Linked DNA regions of Mus musculus: region 1 is linked to region 2. A link is a contact called in public HiChIP or PLAC-seq data. All regions are on one chromosome and are shown on one strand. The core of a region is the stretch at or near the end of the contact, and the rest is flanking DNA. Distances in the headings are between cores, read along the strand shown.

Evidence for each region. HiChIP or PLAC-seq counts read pairs in DNA pulled down with a chosen protein or histone mark.
Region 1: a BATF HiChIP or PLAC-seq map of CD8 T cells shows a contact between it and region 2, with 49 read pairs. The contact joins the enhancer-like site here to the promoter of Gpr55 in region 2. A contact is called at or near these places in 7 of 39 promoter capture datasets (the C10 cell line, the HPC-7 cell line, cranial neural crest and 4 more), 1 of 15 datasets of contacts at CTCF or cohesin (CD8 T cells), 19 of 484 Hi-C or Micro-C datasets (B cells, CD4 T cells, CD8 T cells and 10 more), 11 of 115 datasets of contacts at active chromatin or transcription factors (CD8 T cells, the HPC-7 cell line, Th17 cells and 7 more) and 3 of 9 other capture datasets (adipose tissue, liver and pancreatic islet).

The regions. Positions count from the first base shown.
Region 1 is chr1:86,003,433-86,006,843 of GRCm38.p6, forward strand. No RefSeq gene overlaps it. Among named protein-coding and RNA genes, the nearest start is that of Spata3, 17 kb to the right of the region's middle. Within about 2 kb of position 1,984, at least 19 of the 459 cell types and tissues checked have an H3K27ac peak or open chromatin away from gene starts, as enhancers often do. A contact at or near this core is called in CD8 T cells, CD8 central memory T cells, Th1 cells and 3 more, where this site is marked.
Region 2 is chr1:85,959,607-85,963,145 of GRCm38.p6, forward strand. It overlaps Gpr55 (G protein-coupled receptor 55), which reads right to left and starts at 1,449. Exons shown (of 2, transcript NM_001033290.2): 1 at 1,229-1,449. All of the region lies in intron 1 of Gm41905 (a long non-coding RNA gene), which reads left to right.

The DNA of each region.
Region 1 (3,411 bases), core at 734-3,233, 44 kb after region 2:
TTGAGGGGTTCTGGTTAAGTCCTGCAAGACTCAATTTTTTTGGTTTGGAGGGTGGGGATGATGTTGTTGTTTGTTTGTTTGTTTGTTTTCAGAGACAGGGTTTCTCTGTGTACCCTTGAATGTCTTGGAACTCACTCTGCCAACCAGGCTGTCTTCAAACTCAGAAATCCACCTGCCTCTGCCTCCCTCGTGCTGGGATTAAAGGCGTGCGCCACCACTGCCTGGCTTGCACCAGTGAATTGTTATCAGAGAGCAAACCTGGTTTCTGAGTTTCTCTAACTCAACATGTGGCTGCTTCCTCTTGCACGGGAGTACAGCATGATGCTGTCAGCCATACTGTGATATAGCCAGAGGGTCTTCACCAGAACCGAGTACATGCTGGTGCCGCACTCTTGAATCTACAGAAATATGAAATAAATAAAACTTACAGATGTTTTTGTAATAGCAAAGTGTGATGGTTTAATATATGCTTCTATTAGTGGCACTAATAGAAGGTGTGGTCCTGTTGTGGTAGGTGTGTCACTGTGAGTGTGGGCTTTAAGACCCTCATCCCAGCTGCCTGGGAGCCAGTATCCTGCTAGCAGCCTTCAGATGAAGATGTAGAACTCTCAGCTCATGTCTCTTGTCAGAGTATGCCTGGGCCTAGCAAACATAGAAGTGGATGCTCACAGTCGGCTATTGGATGGATCACATGGCCCCCAATGAAGGAGCTAGAGAAAGTACCAAAGAAGCTAAAGGGATCTGCAACCCTATAGGTGGAACAACATTATGAACTAACCAGTACCCCGGAGCTCTTGACTCTAGCTGCATATGCATCAAAAGATGGCCTAGTCGGCCATCACTGGAAAGAGAGGCCCATTGGACACGCAAACTTTATATGCCCCAGTACAGGGGAACGCCAGGGCCATAAAAGGGGAGTGGGTGGGTAGGGGAGAAGGGGTGGGTGGCTATGGGGGACTTTTGGTATAGCATTGCAAATGTAAATGAGCGAAATACCTAATAAAAAAAAAAAAAAAAAAAAAAAAAAAAAAAAAAAAAAAAAAAGAAAAAAAAAAAAAAAAAAAAAAAAAAAAAAAAAAAAAAAAAAAAAGAACTCTCAGCTCAGCCTGCACCATGCCTGCCTGGATGCTGCTATGCTCTTGCCTTGACAATAATGGACTGAACCTCTGAACCTGTAAGCCAGCCCCAGTTAAATGTTGTCTTATTAAAGAGTTGCCTTGGTCATGGTGTCTGTTCACAGCAGTAAAACCCTAACTAAGATACAAGGGAAAACCGAACAAAAACAAACAGGAAAGTAATCTCCAAAGGTTGTTTTTGTTCGTGTGTGTGTGTGTGTGTGTGTGTGTGTGTGTGTGTGTGTGTAAATGGGGTAGATTTGGGAATGATAAAGTACTGATGAATAATTTCAGGGACCTAGCTTATAAAACTGACCAAATAATGATAACTTTCTTTAGGAAGTTCTAGAGGAGACACACAGGAGAGCAGGCAGAAGGATGTCTATGCAGGCCAATGAACACATACTGGAGTAGCTCACACTATTGCTATGGGTATGTGAACTGTTCATGAACTAGTGACCATAAAAGCTATGTATGGCAGGATCTTGTCTTTTTTTTTACATTTATTTATGTATGTATATGGGTATTTTATCTGCATGTATACCTGTACATTAGGAAAAGGCAACAGAATTCATAAGTCTGCAATTATAGACAGCCGAGAGTTGCATGCTGGGAATTGAACTCAGGACCTCCCGAAGAACAGCCAGTGCTCTTAACCACTGAGGAACCTGTCTTATTCTTCTTCTAGAAATGACTACTCTTCTCAGGAAGTTATGCTCAGATTCATCTCAAGTCCCCGTTCTTCCTTGTTGAAGGGCAATTCTGGCAGGAGGCTGTTGTTGACCAGGCTCTGCAGTCTCTCTGCTGACAGCATGGTGTGTGTGGAGGGGACGTGAACGAGAAGCCTGTGTGTGCGCAGACTCACCCAAGCACAAGTCTTTGGGGGTTTGCTAGTGCCCAGGTATCTGATCAGCCCTGCAAAGGTTCAAAGTGGTTCATGCCATTCATATTTGATCAAGGAAAAGATATCTCAGGGATCATGCTGGAGAATGGAACCTTCTCTCCAAACGCCAATCTCCAACACTAAGAAATTCTCGATGCAAGAAATGTGTTGTGTGGGAAATGTAGCAATGGGATGAAATTTCCCTTCCAGGCTGATACCACAAAGGAGGGGCAAAACAGGCCATATATGGAAGAAAGGAGGGGGAAGGATACAGCGAACACCTCAGGAATCAGACAACGTGCGTGGGTGGTGTGCTCACCGCTTGGGGCTTCTGCAACACAAGACCACAAACTCGGTAACTTAAAACAAAAACTTTCATCTCTGTAGAATAGAACCTCAAACTGAAGGAAGGTGTCGGCAAGGCCACATTCCCTCAACAGCCAGGTCTTGTCTCTTCCAGCCGAGGGCTTCCAGTGACCTTGGCTTGTAACTGTAACGTTCCAATCTCTGCCTTTGCCTACATCTCTTCCTTTGTGTCCCTCCCTCCTCCGAACCTCTTTGAGAAAGACACATCTCTTTGGATTGGGGGTTCATCCAGATGATGGTCCTACCAATCATTTCCTCTCGAGGCTTTTTTTGATATTTGCACAGACCCTGTTTCCAAATAAGGTCACCTTCCCAAGAATTATAATGTGGACATGAGACTGTGTTATCAAACCACCTAGCATGGGAGGCAGTGGTTAAGCTTGCTGGCTTTCTGACTTGGTGATGGCGTCTTGTGGCAAGGACCATTCATTCTGGGACTACACTGAGAAACCCAGCCCTGCCACAGGTTCTCACCACTGAAGAAAACACAAAGCATTCTGGGAAATGCTGGTGGACTCCATCTATGCAAATGGTCCTCTCTTCGATGGCTGTTCCCACATCTCCTGCACTAAAGTACTTTGTTCATTAACCCAGAACTCAAATGGCCCGCTTTTCGTGGAACTTACAGCTTCGGGCATTGGTTTTGCTTGTCCAACCTGCTTGAGTCTTATGCAAATGATCCTTTCACAATGATTCCTGAGCGGGCCACATGATGACTTTTGTATGCCAGATTTGGGCCTGTTCTGTCCATGATGCCTAGGGAATGAAAGCCACAAAAATCAATACCAGAAGCTAAAATGCCTGTGGTCAACGTCATCCTGTAAGGTTTAAAGCATAAAGCAAGGGAGCTGGCACCTCCATGGTTCAGAGAAAAACCAACTAACCATCGCACACTGCAAGCGGGGCTCCTGCACCTTGGGCGGGTCTAGTTTGTGGTATGGATGGGAAATAGCGAGGAAAAAACATGCTAAAGAGATCTTTCTCTCTTTCTCCTCCACGCCAAGATTTTGTAGCTTCCCTACACTGTGGGGAGGAATTCACAGCATG
Region 2 (3,539 bases), core at 199-2,698:
CCAACTTCATCAAGTGCACCAGGCATCAAGAGAGCTCCAGGAAGCAGTTCCTTCTCGGGCGCAAAGCAAGCTCTTCTGACTGCTTACCTAAGAGTTTCTCCACTACCACATCCTCTCCTGACACTACTCCATTCACCCCTTCAGCCATCAAGGCCCAGCACCTATTCAGAGGGATAGACTTGCCCCAGCAGGGGTTTCACCTAAGGGGTAAGGATTAACCTAAGGGGTGTAGGCTTAGAGGCTAACCCTAAGCGGGGCCAGGCAGGGAGGCAGGGAGCAGAGAGAGGCCAGAGGTACAAAGAATAGCTTAAGAGGTCTTCTCACACACAAGGGTTGCTTGACATTCAGAAAGACCAAACATAGAGGTGTCTCTGGGGACAGGAGTGGGGACTGTCTCTGAAGACAGGGGTGGGTTGCCTCTGTGTAGCTGAAGTCTAAGGATTGCAAGCAACAAGAGCAGAGGCTCAAAGCCAGTCAGCCAGGAGTAGGAGCTGCTCAAAGGTCACCTTGAACAAACACACTGAACAGGAACATCATATTGGAAGCTGACCAATAAAAAGGAAACCTTGGATGTTCCTTTACCTCATCTCTAAACCCAGATCAACTCAGTGGATGGGGCAGCGTGGGGGCTGGATACAGGGGCAGAAGGAAGGTCGGAGAAAGAGAAACAGCCATGCTGAGAAGGAATTGGGACAGGAAGTGGGAATGGGGTGACTGAGAGAAAGTCATAGGGTCACCAGTGGCACCCTGATTCCTAAGAAAGCCCAGCAAACAGAGAGAGTGGCCCCACCCCTTTGACAAGTCTCTGTAATTCCTCCTAGTCAACTTCCTCATCGATAACCTGGGGTCAGAAGTTCATTTGATCAATAAGTGCTTGCTGGTTCCCTGTTCTGCAGCTTGTCTACTGTCTGTCCAAGACGGACAGTAGAAACTTTCTCAAAACCAGATGGAGTGAGAGGACAGATAAACAACACCCAGCAACTCAGCTAAAGATTCAGACTCTTCCTCCCCATGGATATATGTCAGTCTGCCATTGTCTCCTTTAGAGCTTGTGTCTGAGGGAGGGAAAAGGCTGGGATTGATAACAGCATCATCCTGAGTAGCAGGGTACCTGCCCTAGGAGGGAGCTCAGCAGCAAAGGGAAGGCAGGATAAACTAGGGAAGGAGAAGCAAGGGGAGAAGGTGGGGGAAGGACCCTTTACATCCACACAGTAGCTACACGTCTCACCTCTGCTCCAAATCCCAGATTTGGTCACACTTCTGTCCCCAAGCCCAGATGGTTCCCATGAGTGGTCAGACAGCTTAGGAGTACCAATGAGTCCCAGCCTTGAAGTCTCCAAGAGAAGTCCCCTTTCCTGCCCTCTAGGTGGACCACATTCTCCACCAACGGAGACTGAAGATGCCTGGCCACCTTGAGAGCAGTCACATGAGCGGCTTACAGAGAGCAAAGTGTTGGATAGTTCATGTCAAGGCAGGGACAGCAGCCGCTTAGAATGCCCCGCCTCTCCTCTCCCTTCCTGGAAAGTTGACTGAGAGCTCAAAGAAGGAGGAAGTTCTAGACATCTGTGTGAGACCTGCCTGCTCTTGTGTCACTGTGGTGGCCTCCTGCATTCAGGCTCCTGCATTAACACCACTGGCTTCATCTTCTTCGGTTTCTACTGGAGCTGAGGGAGGTCTGACTTGAAGTGGAAGAGAAGAATCCTGGACTGAACCAGTGACTCCGCCTCTGTCTAAATCCAGCACATTTTCTCATCTCTGATGCCATCCCTGATCCCCTTAACATTGCCCAAAGACACAGCCACCAACTCATTTTTAAAGGAAATTTAATTGTAGTTTTTCTTTCATCTATCTATCTATCTATCTATCTATCTATCTATCTATCTATCTATCATCTATCTATCTATCTATCTATCTATCTATCTATCTATCTATCTATCTATTTTTAATACAGAGTCTCTGTATAGCCCTGGCTGACCTGGAACTGGCTCTTTAGACCAGCCTGACATTGAACTCACAGAGATCTATCTGTCTCAGCTTCCCAAGGGCTGGGATTAAGGGCATGTGTCACCATGCCCAGCTAGCCTAGTCATTCTTGTTTATTTCTTATGGACATGGAGGATGGGGAGGCTAGTGAGCCCCTTCAAAAGATAGATTTCTCTTTATGTTTCTGGTGCCTAGAGCAGACCTTGTCCTCTTTCCACACGCTCTTCAGAGCCATGCTCCTCCATGCTTCAGTGCTAAGTTTCTATCTTTGGTCACTGTGAGCCTTCTCCCTCCATCCCTTCCTACCCCTCCTCTATGCATGGACATTTTTCCCTTGGCTCTGTTGCATGGTAATCACTGATTCTGCTACAATATCTTATATTTTTGCTCTCACAAAGGTTTTATTTCCTGGGCTTTTTAACAATGAGAATATCTTCAGTCTTAGTTAGCTTTACTGTAAGCAAATACCAAGAAGCATCTTTGGTGAAAAGAAGATTGACTTGGGCTCACCCTCAGATGGCCCAGTCCAAAAGCACTTGTCTCTATGTTTCTGGACCATGAGACAGAATAAATATCATGACAGTGGGACTGCCTGGCATAAGCTTTTCACCTCACCGTGGACAGAAGGCAGAGAGAGGAAGTGACCCAGGCTGCCATACAACCTTCAAAGGCACGTCATCACAGGACGCCACTTCCTCTACCTAAGCTCCACATCCAAAAATAGTGCCACCATCTGGGGACCAAGTGTCCCCCCACACAATGCTAGCAAACCCTCCAAGGATATAGGAACTCAATTATTCACTTCCTTCTTGGCTATCTTTAACACAATCTTGGCTTTTTTAAATCTTGAGGTGGAGAGTAGAAATTCTTCTCCAATACCAAGAACTGGACGGCCAGGGTTATGGGGAAGGTTCTCTGCCTCTAATGTGGGTTCAGTATGCTAGTACTTGCTTCCCATCCCAGATGTGCCCACTTCTGCTCTCTCTGATGTCATCAAGTATCTTCCCAATCACACACTACTCTAATTATTTAATCTTCATCTTTAATCTTAGCATTACTAAGTTACCTTGACTGCTTAAGGAGATGTCATTGAGGGTGACATTTCCCCCACCACTTTATATGTCCTAGGGATTAGCCAATAGGCTGTGACTTTGGGGGGTGTGGAAGTCAGTTAATTCTCCACACCATCTAGGACAGGAACACTTACAAGTGGCTTCATTTATAGTGAAGGAACCTGAGGCAGAGAGCTCAGGTGACAAGATCCTTAGATGTGCATCATCCATGCAAGAGATGCAGGGCTGGGGTTTGGATCATCTCAGGTAATGGTGCCTGAGAGTCCAGATCTGTATCTGTCAGCAACAGCCTGTACTGAATCCTTCCCAAGCCCCAGGAGGCAGGGCTGATGAGCAACCCCGTGGGTTTCACAATTCACACTCTGAAGTTCAGTTGCCTACAATGGCCCCTTAAGAAACCAAGCACTCTGCTAGGTTGTAAGATGAAGGAAATGGAGTTACTGCAACAAAGAGGTGTGTGTGTGTGTGTGTGTGTGTGTGAGA